3 separate regions of the Gossypium hirsutum genome follow, and regions 2 and 3 are each linked to region 1. The links are chromatin contacts, called in public Hi-C maps. All regions are on one chromosome and are shown on one strand. The core of a region is the stretch at or near the end of the contact, and the rest is flanking DNA. Distances in the headings are between cores, read along the strand shown.

Region 1 (3,559 bases), core at 559-3,058:
TCCAAGTATTATGGCAGCTCCTGCACAAAGTAAAGGATCTATTGTCATTAAAATAATAGTTGTAATGAGTGCATTGGCATGTTCATACATGTCAGTGGTGAGCATGATCAGCCAGAGAGAGAATTACCACCAGAGAGGTTTACCCGAAGTAACCTATTCAGCTTCCATGTTGCTGCCAGAAAGAATAAAAAAAATTATCAGAAAATCGTGAAAATAGAATATTCAAAGTAGAATAAGAAAGGGAAAAGATACTGCGAGTGTATGGAGTCAACAAAGAAGTTACCTTCATAAGTAACTTACTATCCAATTGAAGATCTATTAAAGAATACAAAGGATCACTAGACAACATTCTGGAAAAGACCAACTTGTAGACAATTACTTACTGACCAAACTTCTCTTTAACGCTTGGACATGAAATCATTCTTGAGAAAGTAATTGTATTGTCAAAATAGAATTATTATAATTAAAATCCTTAGCCAAACAAGCTATCTATTTAAAGTTGTAGCTAACCATAAAGGACGATGACAAATGCATATTGCCCCTAATAGTGCTTACAAAGAAAATTTGGTTTGAATTTTTTTTTTTTAAAAGAAGAAGGAATTTTACGAATGCCTATTGTACCTGCCATATCTTTTTTAATAATGTTCAGTTATTCATAGTCTCAAAGCTTGAACCACAGTAAGAGAAACTTCAGGATTCAAAGACCCCAGTGTTATGAACCTAGTTCATACATGCAACAACATTTCGAGCTTTATCTAAAATTGAAGTTCAATAAATCAAAGATCAATAACAATAATACTAAACAAAACATCATTCATTGCAAAAGTCATGGTCTTTTAATCTGTGTTGCTCCTCTTTATATACTTTTAAGTACTCATATCTGATACATGTATCTGCCGACTAAGTTTTAGCTTGGTTGGCAACGGCATTATTATCAACACAAGAGGATATGAATTTGAGCATGATGAAGCACGGTGATCCTCCTATTTAAGGGTTGGGAGGGGATATGGGTGCTTCCAAGCATTGTATAAAAAAATGCTGATACAGGTATCAAGCACATTTTCAAACATGGGTTCGTTGGTATGATGACCCTACAAGGATCTCCAAAACCGGAAAGACAGAAACAATTGATTATATTCATGTCAGTCACAAACCTATACTCAATACTCCCACTCAAGTCCAAGAAACATAATTAAACATAATCATGCTTGGGCTTATGCTTGGTATATTAAAACCTATATGATGTGATTTCAAAGAACCAAAAACAATGCGCAAAACACAGATACCTGCCCAAACAAGACCACCACCAGCAATTACACCAGCCGTGAAATGATTAAGCGCCGAGGACTTACACCTTTGAAAAATGTTTTCTTCTTGTCGGGTTAATTGTTCCTAAGAAAAAGAACCCACACTTTTAAGCAATTTTAAGGACTTACTTTAAGCAAACGTCGATATCTTTGCGACAAGCAATTGTTAGTATCACAAGACAACTTATACACAAATTAACAGTTCTGAAACAACTTGTATAGGTTATAATCGACGATTTAGGGACCCAAATATGAAGGGAAAAAGAATGAGGGGAAATCAAATTAAAAGGAAATGAAAAGTACCTTTCGGGATCTTAGATTCTGCTCAAGCTCAAACAAAGCGTCACCCATTTTCCTCCAAATTCAGCTGCTGTTTTTATTTTTCATTTTTTGTTTTCTTTTGAGTTGGCTGATGATAATGATGATTACCGATGAGGGCCGAGAGACTTGTCCTGAAACTGTACGAAAAGGGAGCTTGTTCATGTTCTTGGGCTGTGGCCCAGTTTTGTTTATTGGTTTGGTCTTGGAATCTTTAAGGAGGAGTGATCCATCAATTTTGTTAAATCCATTTTTTTTGTGTGAAAAGTTAATTCCATTTTAAATTAGATTAAAGTATCATGCAAGCTTCTAAACTAGGAGTCAAATTACATTTTTTCATTTTTACTCAAAATATATAAACTAATCATTGTATATTAGATTAAAGAGAAAATTAATTTTTTTGTTAAAAATTTCATCCATTTGTATTGTTAAAAATTGACGTGGTTAACAGAATAATCAAACAATGACATGCGACGTGTATACCTCACTTAACATAAATGGGCCAATTTTTAACAGTACAAAATAGATGAAATTTTTAACAAAATGATCAATTTTCTATTTGATCTAATGTATGGTGACCAATTTGCCCATTTTGAGTAGAAAAAGTAAAATGCAATCTAACTCTTAGTATAGGAACCTCTATAGTAAATTTCCTAATTGGAAAGCCACTTGGAATTGAATTTAGTTGAAATTATTTAATTTTACATGTAAGAGATGTTTGAACAACTACTATAATTAGTGGACTATAAAAAAGGCTTAAATAGAAAATTGGGCCTTAAATTACAGTTTTTTCTCACTTAGGTATCTAAACCTTTTTTATTTTGTCAAAAGTAGTACCTAAATTATGATTCTGTTACTACTTCTAATCCAATATTTTGACATACATTACTATAATTAAATTAAAAAATAAATTTTAATAAAATAAAATAAATAATATTATTTAATAATATATACAACTTTCTCATCTATCATCTTCCTCACTTCTTCGTCTCTCCCTTAAACATCAATTGCTTCAAAATCATATATCTATGTTTTTCATGAAAGCTTTATTCTTTTTATGTGAGGTATCAACAAGGAAGGAGACATGGAGGAGGATGTGGTAGTGATGGTGAAGGTCGGTTCACCCTGGTAGGATGGAGAGCCATAGGAGTAAAGTGAGCAAGGAGGTTGGGAGTATAAAGCAGTACACTGAGGACAATAAGGTGGCTAGAACACTTAAGGATCGACCCTTTCTTTGATGTGTTGTGGAATATTTATAGGGGAGGTCCCATGTTTGGTAGTGGTAACGTAGTGATCTTGCTATCAAACCATCATTATGGGATGCATGAGAAGGATGTTTGTGATGGGAGTAACACCACATACATGACTTGATTGTTGGGTCTGATCTACGAAATGTCACATTCATTGCTGGAGCAACTACGATCGACTATATACAATTTTCACCATTAATCAATATGCTACATGTTTTATATACATAAAACATGATATATAATCATTCTTGGGCCATATATGAGCTTACGAAAGCTCATACCATCTTGAGGTCGAATGAGGACTAAAATGAAAAATTTTCAAAACATCTCAGGTGGATGTCACGACTTCCAAGGCTTGGTGTGGTGACTTTGAAGACAGTAGCCTAGCTTCCCAACCTGAGGATCAATTTGTAAGTATTTTAAAATAAAATAGAACGGACATCGTGACCTCAAAAAGGGGACATTACAACGAGATAACCTGGTGTCGCGACATTCAGGATGTAAAGTCGTGACTTTCATGATAATCCACTAACTACCAAGTTTCATATGCTTCAACCTAACTCAATTCAATCATATTTGGCCCTAAGGCCTCAATCAACAATTCAACATAATCAAAACATGTTCAAAACACAATTGTCAAACTATTAAAACCATTTCTAAGCATGACCAAAACCAGTTCCACAT
Region 2 (3,559 bases), core at 430-2,929, 160 kb before region 1:
GTGTAGTTGCCAAAACAAAGTTCACATAAAATGAAAAGGAGGAAATAGTGCCTACTCGGTATACTGAGTTCCAACACCACTTACCTTGTGCCTAGTCAATAGATTATACTCTGGCTGCTCCACAATCGGGCCTACCAGGTCCAACCTCTCAGCTACTCCCCATGCTTCCGTAATCTGTTGTGCAGACCACTCACTTGTCCCCCAATAAAATGCCCAACCCTTATCAATCACATAATTCATTGCCCTCACAGTCTCCTCAATTGGAGTCTGTGTGTCTGGCCTGTAACCAAATATCAAATTAATGCACTCATGTCAAGTTTCTTGAAAAGAAAACTCCTAGAACTTAAGACTCCCAAAAATTGATCAGAGAAATTATCCAGACGAAAACAAGACTTCAATCCACAAAGAACCGTAAAAGAGCCTTACACTGTTACATATGATAGATTATACACTACTCCACATGTAAAACATTCGACTAAACGGTAAAAAGTACAAGTACGAGCCAGATTACATTTAGCCCTCCCTACTCAAAAAATGGCAAATTAGTCCCCGTATATTAGATCAAAGAGCAAATTTATCATTTCTGTTAAAAAAATTATCAATTTGTAGGGTTAAAAAATTGATGTGTCTGATTGAATAATCAAGTAGTGACACATGATGCTCCATGTGTTCCACGTGTTAAAAAGTAAAAATAGAAAATTTTAACAAAATGATAAGTTTGCTCTTTGATCTAAGAGACTAATTTGTCCAATTTTTTTAGTAGAGGAGACAAAATGAATTTGACTCTTAATACAATAGCTACATGGTAGTTTTGCCTCAACTAAACCTATATCCAAAACCACACATTAGAATTCCTCGACAAACAAGCCATAATAAGACCCAGAAATACTGAAAATCGAACATCTTGAAGATTATAGATGCTACTTTTTAAGTAACTTCAGATCAAAACTAAAATCCAAAAATCAAGTGACTTCAGATCAAAATTAAAATCCAAGAAAAGATAAACAGCATAAAACAAATATTCAAACAAAAGCAAGAAAAGTTGTTAAAATGAATTGATCTAATGAAAAGCACCAAATCAGGAAACATAAACAAAACCCCATATCGATTCCAAACCCAAAAAATAAAAAAAGAAATAGAAAAAAAATCCGATCATTTAAGTGAACCAACCTATGACAATAGAGCACATCAACATAATCCATATCAAGCCTCTTCAAGGACGCCTTGGTTCCTTCAACAATATGTTTTCTAGACAAACCCTTATCATTTGGCCCAGGACCGCCCCAAAAGATCTTGGTAGAAACCACGATATCCGATCGTTTCCACCCAAGTTCCCTAATAGCCTGACCCATGATCTCCTCGGCTCGACCATTGGCATAAACCTCGGCGTTGTCGAAAAAGTTGACTCCGTTGTCTTTACAACACTGGAGAAGTGACTTTGCTTCTTTAACATCGAGCTGGTTACCGAAACTAACCCATGCTCCATACGATAGTTGACTCACCTTTAAGCCTGATCTGCCCAGGTTTTTGTACTGCATCTTTGTTTTTTTTGGATTGGTGGAGAAGAGAAGGCTGTGGAAGTGAAGTGAAAGAGAGAGAGAGAGAGACAGATAGTGGGCAAATGAAGCTGCAGCGTTGGGTATCTGAAATTGGGCAATAAAAAGGTTAAATCACATGGCATCGGAAATTTTTTTCTCTTTTTTTGTATTTATTTATACTAAAAAAAATCCTAAACTATGCTTTTTAGTTTTTACTCATAAAACCTAAACTTTAATGTTAAAATTAAAATATTTTGAAATTATATACACTATTAATAAAATATAAAATTTTAAAAAATAATTAAAATTTTAAAAGTGTGATTAAGTCTATTATATATATAAGTACTTTAAAAAAATTAAAACATTATTTTTTTTGTATTTAATAAAAATGCAAAAAATTTAAAATATCATCCTTTAATTTGAAATTAAGGACTTCCATGAATAAAAATAATAAGTTAAGATTTATTTAATTATAAAATAAATATAAGAGCCTGTTTAAACAAAATATAATAATTTAGACCATTTTACTAATAAAAGCCCATTTTCTATTTTATTTAAGAAAATAGGCCATTTTATTTATTATTTATCGGAATAAGCCGAAAACACTAAAACGCGTCCACCTAGGAGCGTTTTAAGGGGAAACTCTAGCAAAACGCGTTCCTCATGGAACGCTTTTGTCATGTCAACAAAAAACATGCTAAAGTGGACGCGTTTTGCTGACATGGCAAAAGCATTCCTTTAGGGACGCATTTTAGCCCGTGTTTTTCTAGGGTTAGGGCTATTTGCATGTTTAGTGACGAGGGTTTTTGGGTTTAGAGTTTTAGTGTTTTAAGGTTAGGGTTTTATTAAAATAATTTATTATTTTATTTGTTTAGGGTTTAGAGATTTAAAAAAATAAATTAAGGTTTAAATTTTTAAAAAAAATTAATTTAAATTAGGGTTTAGTGTTTTTAAGAAAATTAATTAAATTAGGGTTTAGGTTTTTTTAAATAAGTTTGTGTTTAGCTTTTAGGGTTTTTGTAAAAAGGTTTAGGGTTGAGTTTTGAAAAATTTATATTAACAATAAGAAAAAAAAATTTCTACAGTAGTTTCTGAAAAATAATTTTGAGAAGACGGTTCCGAAAAGATAATGTAAAAACGCTTCAAGTAGTATACACTGTGAACAAAAATACTGAAAAAAGCTCCCACATAGACGCTCTTTTTATACAGTAGTTCTTGAAAAAATAATTTTGAGAAGACGGTTCTGAAAAAATAGTCAAAAACACTTCAAGCAGGATGCACTGTCAACAAAATTAGTGAAAAAAGCTCATACGTAGACACTCTTTTTCTATAGTAGTTCCTGAAAAAGTAATTTTGAGAAAACAGTTAATATGTCAAAAACGCTTCAAGCAGGATGCATTGTCAACAAAATTACTGAAAAAAGCTCTCACGTTGACACTCTTTTTCTACAATAGTTCCTGCTTGGCCTTAGGCTATAAATGAGCCAAATGTCATTCACATGTTGCATAAGTTTCAGCAAGAAAAATTAGAGAGGCTAAGTAGAATAAAAATTGAAGATGAGTGAACATATTAGTGTTGTTATTTACTATGATGGTGAGGTTCGTGACACTAAGAACGGCATTGTTTTTTTTATCGGAGAATACAACACAACTGGTTTTTAACCAAGACATAGATTTGACAGAACTTCATAAAAGAATTAGGCACAAAATCTTCGGAATGGCGCCAATGAGAGTTTCGTCTATTAAGTATTAGTTTTGTGTTTCGGTTGATCCCATGACATATGGCTCAATTTATATCAAAGGTGGTCGTAGCTTGGAGGCGATAGTGCAGACTCGTCTCGCTAGTGGATCATTCTATCTTAAGTTATATATATAATTTTCATTGCCAAATGAGGCATTTGCGACTTCAACATCTACTACTGTTCGAGAGGAATACACGACCCTGGCTCGACACTCCATTAGTGGGAGGTAGAACACGCAAGCGCACGTTTTTTGTGGCAGAATGGAATACACAACTCTTGC
Region 3 (3,559 bases), core at 737-3,236, 160 kb after region 1:
GACAACATAATACCACTTAATATTAGTTAAATGTTAGATAAGTCAATATTTACTTTCATTTTGCTTTGTGTAAAAAAACATCAAACAAAAATATACAAAAACATATTGGTGTAATTAGTGAATATTTTATTAAACTACTTTATTCAAAAAATATAATTATACAAAACAAAAATAATACACTTAAAGCATTACATCCAACAGATGCTGCATCAAAAACGTTCATAATGCATAGTAATTAAAAATTTTGGTTAATGACATTTAACATATTCGTGGAAAAAAAATTTAAATTACTTTTTATTCCCATAATTGTAGGGAGGAAATTAGAGCAAATGAAACATTTAACATAGAAAAAATACTGCATGTATTAATTACACAATATAAAGCATATGAAAATATAAAATTTAAAGCATTAAGGAAGATGTAAAGTGAGAAATATAAAGCAACCTAATTATACAATATTAATTGAAATTCTCAAATTAAAAACTTAATAAAAACACATGGTTGATATTCCTGCAAAAAAAATATTTTTAACACCCACTTGTGTGATTTTAATCTTTTCTTTAAATAGAATCAGACTCTTCTCTAAAGCAAAAAAAAAAAAAAAAAAAAGAAGAAGAAGAAAAGGTGAAATTAAAAGAAAAATCTCATGGAACAAAGGTAAAATTGAAAAGCACCTAAAAAATTCCTCCAATTTCAACTCTAAATACCATATTTAACACACAGGTGAATTTGCTAAACAAAATAGGTAATGAAATTAAAGCAATCATTGCATAATGTATTATCATGTCACGGTCTGCAATAAACATAAAATTTTCTTCAAAGCCTAACTTTCAATTTGACCTCATACCTCCACCACAACAGCCATTGCCGTTAGATTCCGTCGTTGCGCCAGTTGGGTGGACGCTACTTGATTATTATCTTGGCCATTGAATGAATAGGATCTCTAGATTCGGTGATCGCAAATGATATTACACATTAAATAAATTATAAAAAATGATAAAAATACAAACAAAAAAAAGATGTTATTTATAATTGATAACCTCAAATTAGAGATAAATGTTCGGATAATCCTATTTTAAAATTATTTCGAATTTATTTATTTTATCTCATAAAAATAATTTTAAAACATAAAATGTTTGTTTAAATATATATCAGTAATTTTCAAATTAAGTGTGTAATGCACAGAATAATGTAAATTTGAAATTAGAAGCGTGATGTACCGGATAATAATAATAATAATAATAATTGATTTTTAAATATGTATACACATTTTAAAATTATATAGTTTTTAAAATAATCCCAATACTCTGCGTGGAAGAGGCTTCATCCCGTTCTTTTACATCACTTTTTTAAATATATATTTAAAAATATTTAATTATAAAGATATATATGTTTAATTATAATTATAAAGACATATTTAATTATAATTATTAAAAAGTATAAAAATTAAACAAAAAATGAGATACCGCCACTTTTCATTTATATAGTCTATGAATCTTGTTTATATATATATATATATGTATATATATATTTAAAGTTATTAAATTTTATTAAGGTTAAAATTTGTTATAAGTCATTGTATTTTTTTGTAAATTTGAAATTTAGTCTTTGTATTATTTTTAGACATTTAGTCTTTCTACTTCTCAAATTTCAAAATTTAGATCAAACTATTAACGTTGTTAAATTTAGGTTTATTACATCGTCATTTTCTTAGTTACATTATTATTAAGTGAGTATTTTTTCTTAAATTTTAAAATGTCATAACAACTAATTTAACAAAAAAAATATTAACAATTAAACATGAATTTTAAAATCTGAAAAGAAGAAGGATTAAAATCCAATTTTGTCAATAGTATAGGGATTTATGACATTTTAACCTTAAATTAATAATTCATGTTAATTTCAAGCACATGAAACGCTGACGTTTAACTGGTGTCCAAGTGCTATCAATCTTCGGAGTTGTTCGATGGCTGAAAGGCTAAATATGTCATTTGGTGGAGACGTAATCCAATTACAGCATTTTAGGGCTTCAAGTTCGTTACACCAGTGGCGGGAAGATATCCGTGAAATTTCCCCATCGAAATTCAACTGCGGAACTCAATATTAAAATTATAAAAAAACCCCTAAATTTCTAAAATGTCATTCATCGATGAATTTCAAGCTGGTAACTTAGTTCTTCTTCTTCTTCTTCAATTTTCTTTCTAAATTTATTTCTTTGGGTTCTTATTTATGCCTCTTATATTCTAAATTCACAAAGAAGAAAAAAGGGAAACATAAACCTTAATTCAAGATTTTCTGCTATGATAATGCAATGCTAGTTGATTTCATTTTGAAATTGATTTTTATCCAAATTTTACAGATTTGGAAGCACTGCCCAATATTCTCCAAAAGAGGTATGCATTGATGCGTGATCTTGACAAAAGTTTACAAGGTATGCTTTTGAAACTTAATTTTTAATTGTTCGGGATTCATTTGAAATTTATGATTTTACTTTGTTAACAAACCAGCAATGAAAACCCCTAAAAGATAGTCAAGTTTAAAATTCAATAAGAGCAATGAAATGAAATGCCTATTTTTAATTAAAAAAATTTGTTTCAAACCTTTTGTTGTTTTTTATAAACAGAAATTGTGAGGCAAAATGAACAGCGCTGTGAACAAGAAATAGAAGATATAAAACGCGGCGTGAGGGCTGAAAACATTAGATTCTCCGATGAGGCACTTGATGAACAAAAGCATGGCATTAGGATTGCTGATGAAAAGGTTGCTTTGGCAATTCAGACATATGATTTGGTGCGTGGTTTTATGTCAAAACTTAGATTATATTTTATCCCTTCATGTGTTTATGTTATTTATATGCAATAACTATGATTGAGAAACCTGAATGCTTTTCTGTTCTTGGTTGGAGTTGGTGCTATTCTAAGGTAGTATTTTAATATAGAAAATGCAGTTAAATTCTTTTAGCTTTGGCTACCTTAGAAGAGAGAGGTGCGGTTACTATAATCTTTTAAACTATGTTACTCGATTCCAGTGTCAGTGTCAGCTAGGTAATCTCAATTGTTATAAAATATTTTCATGTATTTAGAGTGTGCTGGACATGAATACTTAAAAATACAAAGAACTGGGGCAACATAGCTTTTTACGCTAAAACATAAAAGGTCCTACTCTGTTACATGAACCAGTGACATAAGAGTTACAAGTAAGAAGCCAAATCAATAACATAGTTGTTCGTTTTCTTTCTTATGAATAAAATATGCATTCTTATGTGGAAACAAATCAGAGTTGATTGGTTTTGTTCGTTGATGTTAGCTTTAAAAGAAAACATATTAAGATTTCAATGCTGGATGGAACTACTTTTGTTTCCTCATTACTTATTTCTGTTTTTGATAAGATGTTTTCAGGTTGATTCACATATACAGCAACTTGATCAATATTTGAAAATGTCCGATGACGAGCTACGTCGTGGTATGTTGTATTATTTAATGTAGCCGATTGAGTGTTAGCTCGATGGGCATAGGTATTGTTACCAATGCAGGAGGACGTGAATTCGAGTGCATTGAAA

Evidence for each region. Hi-C and Micro-C count contacts between places; a contact is called where the count stands out from the background.
Region 2: a Hi-C map of leaf shows a contact between it and region 1, with 1.9 times the contacts expected there. The contact joins the promoter of LOC107917780 here to the promoter of LOC107916574 in region 1. A contact is called at or near these places in 2 of 34 Hi-C or Micro-C datasets (leaf and petal).
Region 3: a Hi-C map of leaf shows a contact between it and region 1, with 2.0 times the contacts expected there. The contact joins the promoter of LOC107888810 here to the promoter of LOC107916574 in region 1. A contact is called at or near these places in 4 of 34 Hi-C or Micro-C datasets (callus, leaf and petal).

What each region holds. Positions count from the first base shown.
Region 1 is chrA09:48,959,001-48,962,559 of Gossypium_hirsutum_v2.1, forward strand. LOC107916574 reads right to left here and starts at 1,809. Exons shown (of 6, transcript XM_016845851.2): 1 at 1,611-1,809; 2 at 1,287-1,392; 3 at 128-172; 4 at 1-20. The coding sequence starts at 1,658.
Region 2 is chrA09:48,803,184-48,806,742 of Gossypium_hirsutum_v2.1, forward strand. LOC107917780 (probable voltage-gated potassium channel subunit beta) reads right to left here and starts at 1,680. Exons shown (of 4, transcript XM_016847093.2): 1 at 1,171-1,680; 2 at 85-280. The coding sequence starts at 1,538.
Region 3 is chrA09:49,116,358-49,119,916 of Gossypium_hirsutum_v2.1, forward strand. It overlaps LOC107888810 (PHD finger protein ING1), which reads left to right and starts at 1,987. Exons shown (of 8, transcript XM_016813039.2): 1 at 1,987-2,164; 2 at 2,360-2,431; 3 at 2,624-2,790; 4 at 3,399-3,462. The coding sequence starts at 2,137.